3 separate regions of the Sus scrofa genome follow, and regions 1 and 3 are each linked to region 2. Evidence: chromatin contacts called from public HiChIP or PLAC-seq data. All regions are on one chromosome and are shown on one strand. The core of a region is the stretch at or near the end of the contact, and the rest is flanking DNA. Distances in the headings are between cores, read along the strand shown.

Region 1 (3,409 bases), core at 39-2,538, 660 kb after region 2:
GAGATCTGACAGCCGAGGAGCCCCCTCAGCGGAGCCTGGCCCGCATTGATCAGCTCACCCGCCACCCTTCTCTCCTCCTTCCCAGCGGGGCCTCTCTCACCCCTCCCCCCACCTCCTCCCCCACATCCACCCACACCCTCCCCAGCCAGGCAGGCCTGGGGGTGAGAGGCGCTCTTGACTGAGCGTATAGGCACAGGACCAACACTCAGAACATCCCAAGTGACCTGGCATCAAGGGCCTCTTTGCAGACAACAGAGCTGTTCAGAGAGGCATTGTGACTCACCCAAGGCCACACAGCAGTGCAAGCCAGTGACTAGAGCCCAAGCCAGCCTGGGGACCACCCCCTGCCGGCATCCACAGTTAAGACTGAGGGTGCATGGGAGACCTGCCCCAGGTCTCGGGGTGCAGGTGAGGGGCCCCGGGCACACCCGAGTTCAGTCCTGTACCCTCAACCCAGGCAGCTTCCGGGGTGAGGTGGGCAGCGAGGGTGAAGCTCACTGTCCTGAGGTTCCCTCTGGGCCCTGGGAGAAAAAGGGAGTGGTTCCTCCAGCTGCCTCCCAGGGACCCTGGATCTGCAGGGCAGGGGAAGCCGCCTCCCAGGGGCGTGGGGAGGGGGAGGGCCTCAGGGCTCCCCCAGGAGGGAGCTGGGAGCAAGTCCCACCAGGTACCTACCCATCTCCCACCACCACACACTTGATGGCCTGCATGGCGTCTGAGGCCTGGGAGGCGGTGGTGGTGACAGCTGGGGGCGCGGAGCGCTTCTGCAGGCACCGGGGCTGTGGAGAGCCTGGAGGGGGGCCCTGAGCGAGGAGCAGCAGCAGCAGCGGGACAGGAGGCAGGAGGAAGCGGAAGGGGAACTTACCCAAGCTGCTGCCCCCGCGGCCGTTTGCAGAAGGCGGAGCATGCGGTCTGGCAGAACCACCGGAGGGTGGGGTGGCTGTCAGGTGCTGGGCAGAGCCCTACCCTGGGCATCCCTGCTCTGGAGCACCAACCGGAGACCTGGGGACCCTCTCAGCTGGAGGCTTCCTCCCAAGGGCAGGGCCAGAGCTGTTCTTTGAGAACTCGAGGCTTCCAAAGACGTAGCTCACCTCAATTCTAAGCAATAAGCATTTAATGAGCACCTACGGTGTGCCAGGCACTGTACTGGGTGCTGATGAGTCCAGGATGTGAGTGGTACTACAGCAGGTCCCGGTGGAAGATACAGTCCCATCACAGGTGTCCATAAAACGGGGCAGGAAGTGATGGGGCCACGGAAGACTGACAGGGAGGGGACCACAGAATCACACAGAGGGTGAGCTGGCGCTTGCGAAGTGGCGTTCAAGCCAGGACTTGAAAGCTGGTGTCAGAGAGAGGACCGGCCAGAGGGGACAGCCTGGCCAAGCAGCGGGGCCAGTGTGGGACCCCTTGAATGTGGAGGGAGATGGGGGGATGAGGCAGAAAGGGAGGTGGGGATCAGCTGATGGAGAAGGGGAAACAGAAGGCAGCGCCCAGGCCAGCCAGGCCCCGCGCTGGAGGCCCCCCAGGTCTCCGGAATTGTGGCCCATCTTAACAATGCTGAAACAGAGGCTCTGAGAAATCAGTTTGCTGACTAGGAAAGCCCTGCCTGAAATCAACCCCGAGGCTAGGGGCCTCCACATTCTTCCCTCACCCCAGCTGCAGTCTGGACACAGAGCCTGAATTCTGTAGCAGGTGGGGAGGGCGAGGGCGCCCCGTTGGCCTCAGGGAGACTCAGGGTCTGAGCAGCCCTGGACCCTTGCCCCGGGCTCCAAGTTCACCTGCTCTTTCTCTTCGCCGCCACTGCTCTCCACGCCCAGCGCCCTTCCAGCTCCAGGGACAAGGGGCAGGAGGGGATGGGCAGAGCCACCAGTCACCCACCCCAGACTCACGCAGGACAAACTGGGAAACCAGTAGAAGGGTGTGGAGTGCCAGGTGCTGGGCGCCCAGCACCCCTCCCACTCCCTGCCCTGGGGGCACCTGGAGCTGAACCTTCCAGAAGCTTACACACAAGCTACAGCGTTGCTGAAAATGGCTTTTGCAGAAAGGGAAATGCAGTCTCTCCACGGACCTGCGCCAGCACTTGGCCAGCCAATGATTAAAACCTGCCAACAAACATCTGTGCTCTGCACGGGTGGAGCTGAGGCAGTGGAAGGCACTTCGCGGCACCCAGCTGGGGTCAGGGAGGCCAAGTGTCCCCCGATGACCCACCCCGGGTGCCACACAGGCCACACCGAAGGACTTCGTTCTGGCTACTCCCCCAAATCCACATTCTTTTCCCAACCACCACGACCCTACAGGGCAACCTCCGTGTTAATCTAACAAAAACAATGCACTAAGTGTAATGTGGGATCTTGGATTAGATCCTGGAACGAGAAAAAAAATTAGTGGAAAAAGTTACAAAATCCAAAACAAATCTGAAATTAGATATCGGTATTGTACCAAGTGTTAGTTTCGACAAATGCACTGCGGTTATGCAAATGCTGTGAACATAAGGGGAAACTGGGTGAAGGATATTGTGAATTTTCTTACTGTTCCTGCAATTTTGCTAGAAATCTGAAATTATTCCAAAATAAAATGCTTATTAAAGAAAAAAAAAAGAGGCGTCCCCGCTGGGGTGCAGTGGGTTAAGACTCCAACCACAGCAGCTCAGGTCACTACAGAGGGGTGGGTTTGATCCCTGGCCTGGGAACTTCCATGTGCCTCAGGTGAAGCCATAGAGAAAAGAAATAAAATTTTTTAAAAAGATAAAAGGAAAAGAAAAAAGTACAAAGCAGCTCTTTGGGAAGATATAGCCAATGAGAATGGTCCCATGACTCGGAAAGAGACAAATGCACTGGGTTTTATCCCCCATCACATGGAGCCTTGTTGTGCAGTAAACAACCTACCCAACCATACCTGGCCATGTTGGCTGTACAATCGCACCTGCTCTCCTTCCTAAGGAAGCTGCTTCTCCAGGACCGCCCTGGCAAAACTCTCCCTGACTCAGGGCCAATTGACTCCCTTCTTCAATCTGCATGTATCAATTATGCACCACTTAATACCTGGCTCTGAGCTGGTACTGCAGTGGATGCAAAACCAAGAAGACAGCTAGACACCCCTGAAGAACTGGTGACCTGTAATGAGAGTGACTCGGGGGTGGTGGAACCTCCGGACAGCTTGGGATGGCCCTGATCTGCAGGTGGGCCTGGGGTTGTGAGGACAGGCCAGGGTTGGCAGGGGAATGAGATGGGGGTGGGGCAGCCTGGAGGACAGTAGGGGCTAGAAGGACAGTGGCAGTCTCTGCCTGCTTCCAGTGCGGCAGCCACTGCTCTTCAGCCCCAGTGCTGTTGGTGGCTCTATCATTCATTTTACAGATGAGAAAACCAGGGCACAGAGAGGTTCATGAACTTGCTCGGGTTGACACACTCGCAGC
Region 2 (3,429 bases), core at 326-2,825:
CCTACAGAAGTGACACTTGGGAGACAGGGAATGAACCTAGGAGCACTGTCCTCCAACTTGAACTTAAATTGTACTTCAGAAAGTGGACCGGGTGAAGGGGTGATGGTCTCAATTCAAGCTCCTACAACATGTCAGATGCTACACCACTAACCCCCCACCTCCTCTCCCCCCATTTTAGGGATAAAAATGGGCAGTTCTGCCAAATCGAGCAGTTGATCTGCCCATCATTTCAAAATGGATTTGATTTCTAAGGCTGTCTGCCCAAGTCCAAGGCTCTTCCCATGATTTTATAGCTGAAAAGCAGTCTGAAAAGATCTGGGGTTTCAGGCCGTATCAAGAAGGCAGTATCTCCAAACACACTTAAAAAAAAAGTCTCCTTGTTTTGGCAGAGCTCATGGAAAACAGGCCCAAGGTTTGACAGCATTTCTCCAGGGGGCAGAAGTCACCTGGTTTCAACACACGTAATCTAAGAATGAGCAGAATGGAACCAGCAGGAGAAACTAAGCCTTTCAGTTAAAAGGGAGTGACAGCTGTACTGGCTACAGAGGCAGGATGAGGAGGCACCAACAGGGCAGTCAGAGGCGGCCTTGTGGCCGGCAGGCCCCAGTACTGTGTACGTTTTCGCGGCCACTGCGGTCACCAATTGCTGGAAAGTAGGGAGTTTCAGATCAGACATCACGCTACTCCATCCTAGACTTCCATTTCACACAAAAGTAAGAGAACTTGGACTGTGAACTCCTCAGAGCAGGGCCGAACACCGCTCGGTTTGGCACCCCCAATACCTCACTCATAAAAACTCAGGGAGCCATGGGCCACTTTAAAAAGATCCTGAGACCCACTTGGGTTAAGTAATATGATCACATTCGCCCACCCCCTGGCCGCTAAGCGTTATCTGGGGCCAGGGACCACAACCTCAGGGAACTGCCCGGCATCCCGCACTGGGTCCGGCCCCGAAGGCCGATACCTGTCCCGCCCGTGGAAGGACAGCGGCAGCAGGAGGGGGTGTACAGAGGTCTCTTCCGGTAAGCCCCCCCGGAAGGCCAGGCGCAGCCCAAGTCGGCTCCGGAGATCCGCAGGACCGTACGGAACACGACACTCACCCGCAACGGCTTTAGCCGGCCCCGATGGCGAGAGATAGTGCAGGCCGGAGACCGCGCCACAGCCTGCGTTTCAAGGAATCGGGAAAGGAGGAGAGATGCGCGCGCAGCGGCCGGTGCCGTAAACACGACCCGCTATGTCGTAAATAGCTCGCCAGCTTCCTTCCGGTTCGGCGGCGGAACGCACGAGTCGTAAAGTGAAGGCACACCCGGAAGTATATCGGTGTTCTTTTCGAGGTGTTCTTATTAGCCTCCGAGGCTGCAAGACTCCAGAGGATGTTTGCCGTTACGTCATGGGGTATCCGGGGACGCTCCGAGAAGGCGTTCAAGTTTTTTAAAACGTGGCGGCTCTCAGTTGAAGCTGGAGGTGGCGAGTGGCTGACAGCGCCTTTATGTCCCACAATGCCTCGCGGGACGCTTCGGCCTCTCTGTGTCCCGCAACGACCCCAGGCTCCTACCTTCTTTTAGCGCTGGTGTGTTTCGATTCTCCCCGCTAGGGGGAGGTCGAGCGTCTCAGGCAGATTTTGTCGTGATTCCTGGTTTTTTCACGGTTTCGGAAGCTGAGGCCAGGAGATGCAAAGTGACCTCGTAAGATCACACTGCTAGTGTGGAGGGTGGCTGCCTGGGTTTAAACCATACCTCTACGGTTGTCAAACCTTATAATTCGACAAAGATTTCTGGAGTGTTAATTTGAAAAAAATGTAGATTTTGGGTCTAACGTCCATGGAGCCCAGGAACCTGCATTTTTATTAGCAGCTGTGATTCTGAAGTGGTGACTCAGGAACCACTTTCCTACAATGGCATTTTTACATATTATTTTTTATTTTATTTTATTTTATTTATTCATTTTTTTTTCCCACTGTACAGTAAGGGGGTCAGGTTATCCTTACATGTATACATTACAATTACATTTTTTCCCCCACCCTTTGTTCTGTTGCAACATGAGTATCTAGACATAGTTCTCAATGCTATTCAGCAGGATCTCCTTGTACGGTGCTGTCCTTTTAGAAACTCCCAGCTTACCGAGTTTGTTCTGGAGTCTTATTGGGGAATTTCAAAACATTAAAAGAAAATCTGAGCATGTGATTTTTGTTCAAACCTCAGATTTTTTTCTACCTGGTCTCCCAAGTTTCCTTATCAGTCTCTCAGCATGTCTTCTTTATTGGAAAATAAATCTGCTATTAGATCTGATAACTGGTCACGGCCATGCCACTTACTAGCTGTGTAGCCCTCACATCTCTGGGTCTCAGTTTCCTTATCTGTAAATTGAAGATGAAAATAAGAGGGTACAGTGAAGGTAAAAATAAATGTATGTGAAAATACTGAAGAATCCACTTACTAGTCGGGAGAACCTGGATAGGTTCTAGATCTCTCTAAACCTTGTTCACCTGTAAAATGCAAATGGTAATAGCAGCATGTGTTTCCACAGTTCTTTCCTGATCTGTTCATCTTCCTCATCTTCTAGTTTTTCTAATTTTTGTTCATGGTACCCATGGAATGGTGCTCATTGCAAAATGTGGTAGTCATCACTGGTAGTTCCTTTTCCCTTTTCCACCACATTCAGTCCTTCAATAAGTCCTCTTTATTCTTCAAAATACATTTTGGAGTTCCCTGGTGGCACAGTGGGTTAAGAACCCGGCATGGTTGCTGCTGTGGCTCAGATCCCTACTGTGGTGCGAGTTTGATCCCTGGTCATGGAACTTGCACATGCTGCAGGTGCAGCCAAAAAAAAAAAAAAAAAAAAAAAAAAAAAAAAAAAAAAAAAAAAAAAGAAAAAAGAAAAGAAAAATCTTGAACGCTGCCACTTTCCCCCATCATCTCCAGCTTCATGCTTGGACTCCCAGTGTCCACTCTTGTCCTTCTAGGGTTCCTTCTTGTCAGGGTGGTCAAAGCAATCTATTCACAGCCTTCCATCAGCTTCCCATTATGTACTTGGAGTGAAATGCAAATGTCTTCTCGTGGCCTGTCTGGTCCTTCACTACCCTTCATCTTTATATTCTGCCATTTTCTTCTCACTCAGCTCCAGCCGTCATGCTTTTCTTTTTATGCCAGGGGGCTGTGGTGAGAATTAAATGAGTTAGCGTAAGATCTTGGAATAGTACCAGGCACGTGGCCAGGGAGAGAGTGAATGAGGGCATGACCAGGTTACTCAGAAGGGTGGTTTGTTGAGGACACGGGCTGGTAAAGATCTAGGGGAGATGTGTCCCCGGCACCAGAGAACAGCAGGTGACAAGGTCCAAGGCAGAAAAGAGCCTGTGCATGACCCAGAAAGAGTAAGCTGCCATCTGGAAACGTGCAGGTCATGGAACAGTGTGTGATTTTATCCTCAGCA
Region 3 (3,463 bases), core at 265-2,764, 690 kb after region 2:
GTGGGAAAACAGATGAATACACAATATGTGCCACAAAGTGACAAGGAAGGAGCAGTGAATTTATAGATGTTTCTTTTTCTTTTTTCTTTTTTTCGTCTTTTTAGGGCCGCACCTGCAGCACATGGAAGTTCCCAGGCTAGGGGTCAAATCGGAGCTGTAGCCTCCGGCCTACGCCAGAGCCACAGCCACGCAAGATCTGAGCCAGAGCCACAAAAACCTGGGATCCAAGCCGTTTCTGTGACCTACACCACAGCTCCTGGCAAGGCCAGATCCTTAACCCACTGAGCGAGGCCAGGGATTGAACCCAAATCCTCATGCACACTGTTCGGGTTCTTTACCATTAAGCCACAATAGGACCTCCTAGATATTTCTTCTTTTGAAGTATTTATTCATTTTTGGCTATGCCCACGGCATGCAGAAATTCCCAGGCCAAGGATAGAACCTGAGGCACAGCAGTGAAAACATCGAATCCTTAGGCCACAAGGGAACCCCTATAAATATTTCTTCACACTGTACTTTTTTCCACCAAGGATTTGAATCAGCTTGCCAAAAAAAATTAAAAAAAGACACAAGCAGTCGAATTGTAAATTTTAACCCCCAAAGAAAATTGAAACCTAAAAGAGAAAGAAGATAGTGTTTATTGACTATTCATGCATCTTACATGCATTATGTCCCCCATGTTTTTCATAACCCCGAGGTGAGAATTAGTATTCAGCTTTTACAGGTAAGCAAACTGAGGCTCATTGCCAATAAGTGACTCACCCAAGTTCACCCAGGCCCTGAGTGGCAGAGCTGAATCACCCTGCTGTCTGGCCTCAACGTCTGTCTGTTACAACAGAACAGTCGTCAAGGCACTTTGGATTTGACTGAGCTTCCCAGCAACCTGGGGGAAAAGGGAAACTGAACATCTGGCCTGACCAATCACTAGACAGGCAAAAGCCAAGCATTTCATTGAGGGGAGGCAGAGCCTTTGCTAGCACTGGATTAATTTTTCCTTGATCAAGGGAGGGTTGATGAAAGAGAGCTTGTGGGGTGGGACCTAGGGGGCTCCGCTTGGACTGTTCAAGTGGAGTGACCCTTCAGCTGAAGGGCAGGGAGGTTGCTGAGTAAGTGCCCATGGTCCCGCTGGAGAAGGATCTGTGCTCTAATAAGCATCTTCCTCGGGGGGGTGTGTCTGCATGTTTCTCTCTGTCGCACCATCTTTCTCTTTTTATCCCCCGCCCCCCGTGTCCTTCTATCCCTCCCTCGTCCACCCCCAACATGCAAAGAGTCCCCAGTACGCAGAACTGGTTTTAGGAAGTGCTGTTACGTCAAGAGCCTACGTACCAGAGCCCCAGAGCCCCAGAACCCAGGCAGGACAGGACTTCCTCCCCACACAGGGGCTGGGCGGGGCGGGCGGACGGGAAGGGGCCTGCTCTAGCTGAGGTGACACATCTCTGCCTGAGCAGCCGAGCTGCAGCTGGGTCAGCAGGCCCCTGGAGCCCGGGCCGCCCTTCCCCGGGGGGGCTTCAGAATGGACTTGTGCCACCCAGGTAAGCGTCTGGGCCGACCTGTCTGGGCCTCAGTTTCCTGTTCTGTAGAATGGGGATAACGGTGCTGGCCTCACAGCAATCAGTGTGTACATAGATATAAGCCAGATGGGACAGGCAGGAGCAGAAAACAGAGGTCTAGGCGCTCGGGCTTGGTGCCAAGCTGTGTTCCAGGGGCCGGGAGTCCAGCGAACGAAGCGGGGGCTCCCCTCACCCTCAGGAGCTTATTATGTTCTAGGGGGAAGACAGACAGTGCGAGTGTGCGTGTGCTTGGTCGGGAGGTGACAAGCCGGATGAGCGGCACGGTGAGATGAGGAAGATGGGACAGGTGGCCGAGAAGACCTCAAGAGGAGACACTGTTTGAGCCGAGGCTTGAAGGAGGGAGGAAAGGATCCGTGTGGGTTTCTGGGGAAAGAATATTCCAGACGAAGGAATAGCCAGTGCAAAGGTCCGGAGGTGGGACGCGAAAGATAGCTTGTGTCAAAGACGGTGACATCCGTGAGGATGATAAGTGTCCGGGTGGCAAAAGCACCCTGCAGCCCCAGTTTGGCCTCTGGTGGGGGACGGTGGCCTCTGGGGCGGCTGAGGACACCACTGATTGCCAGTGGAGGGGCCCAGGAATGAGCAGCCGGGGACCGTGGCCGGGCCCCTGCCCGGTCAGCAGGACCATGTGTCTGGAGGGGAAGGAAAGGAGGCTGCAGAGTGGGTACAGGGGCGGACGGGACTCCGTTGTGTTTCCGTGAGGAGGAGAGAAGAGGGCCCAAGTCCTTCTCAGAATATTCCAGCATGGCCTGGAATTCCTGAGGACAAGGGCTGCCTGGAGCAGTTCGGTTCCCCAGGTCCAGATAATGTGCAGCAGAACCCTACCTTCAAACAAAACCTCACACAGGAGTTCCCGTTGTGGCTCAGCAGCAACAAACCTGACTAGTATCCGTGAGGATGTGGGTTCGACCCCTGGCCTCACTCAGGGGGTTAAGGATCTGGCGTTGTCGTGAGCTGAGGTGCAGGTTGCAGGCGTGGCTTAGATCTGGTGTTACTGTGGCTGTCGTGTAGACTGGCATCTGCAGCTCCGGTTCGACTCCTAGTCTGGGAACAAAAGAACCCTCATACAAGGCAGTCCGACCCCGCCCACTGGGCCTCCCCTCACCCCAGGGTTTCAGGGGAACACAGCTAGAGAAGCAGGCATTAGTTTCAACAACCCCCATTTACAGATGGAACAAAGGAGGCCAAGAGAGGGACACCGTCCTGCTGGGGCAGGACCCCTCCCCACCTCCTGGCTCCCCTCCCCACCCTTTCTCCCCAAACCCTGAGCTTCCCCTGCGGGCTTTGGGAGGCAGGTGGCTCACAGACTGTAGGGGCTTGGTGAACACACCGCAGGTGGCAACTGGGGGACAAGAGGAGACCCAGGAGGAGCAGTGCCTGGCTCAAGGTCACACAGCTGACACAAGGGTGACAAGAGACTGTGAAGTCCCCTTCCCCCTCGCCAGCCAACACTGCCTGACTGGCTACCACTCTTACTTGGTTCTTTGCTGGGGGGGGTCTTCTGGTACCAAAGGCCTTAGGATAGTTGTCCCCATAATGCAAATGAGGAAACGGCGGCTCACAGAGGTGAACTGGAGGAGAGGACGGACGGGCCCGAAGTCAGGTGGCCAATAAGTAGCAGAATAGGGACAAGATCTAAGAGAAGAGAGAGCCCCAGTTTAGCCTGGGTTGGGGGGTATAGGTGCGGGGCATCTGAGGGAAGCCACTGCTTCGGGTCAGGCGAGTCCTGGGAGGACAGAGGTTGAATGGAGTCACTGCAGGCAGTCTCTTGGGAGATGTGAGGGTTCCATTGATTGGTTCATCTATTCATTCATTCATTCATTCAAACTGGTGTGCCGGCCCTGAGTTTTGTGATGCTGGAGACAGCCATGGCCCAGTCCCGAGTTGAGCTG

The links. HiChIP or PLAC-seq counts read pairs in DNA pulled down with a chosen protein or histone mark.
Region 1: a contact with region 2 is called in an H3K27ac HiChIP or PLAC-seq map of alveolar macrophages. The contact joins the promoter of RAC2 here to the promoter of EIF3D in region 2. A contact is called at or near these places in 6 of 47 Hi-C or Micro-C datasets (embryonic fibroblasts, heart right ventricle, psoas muscle and 3 more) and 2 of 2 datasets of contacts at active chromatin or transcription factors (alveolar macrophages and skeletal muscle).
Region 3: a contact with region 2 is called in an H3K27ac HiChIP or PLAC-seq map of alveolar macrophages. The contact joins the promoter of CYTH4 here to the promoter of EIF3D in region 2.

What each region holds. Positions count from the first base shown.
Region 1 is chr5:10,551,865-10,555,273 of Sscrofa11.1, reverse strand. It overlaps RAC2 (ras-related C3 botulinum toxin substrate 2), which reads right to left and starts at 1,288. Exons shown (of 7, transcript XM_013997536.2): 1 at 863-1,288. The coding sequence starts at 972.
Region 2 is chr5:11,211,458-11,214,886 of Sscrofa11.1, reverse strand. EIF3D (eukaryotic translation initiation factor 3 subunit D) reads right to left here and starts at 1,575. Exons shown (of 15, transcript NM_001244723.1): 1 at 1,101-1,575.
Region 3 is chr5:10,519,634-10,523,096 of Sscrofa11.1, reverse strand. CYTH4 (cytohesin 4) reads left to right here and starts at 1,514. Exons shown (of 13, transcript NM_001144121.1): 1 at 1,514-1,532. The coding sequence starts at 1,514.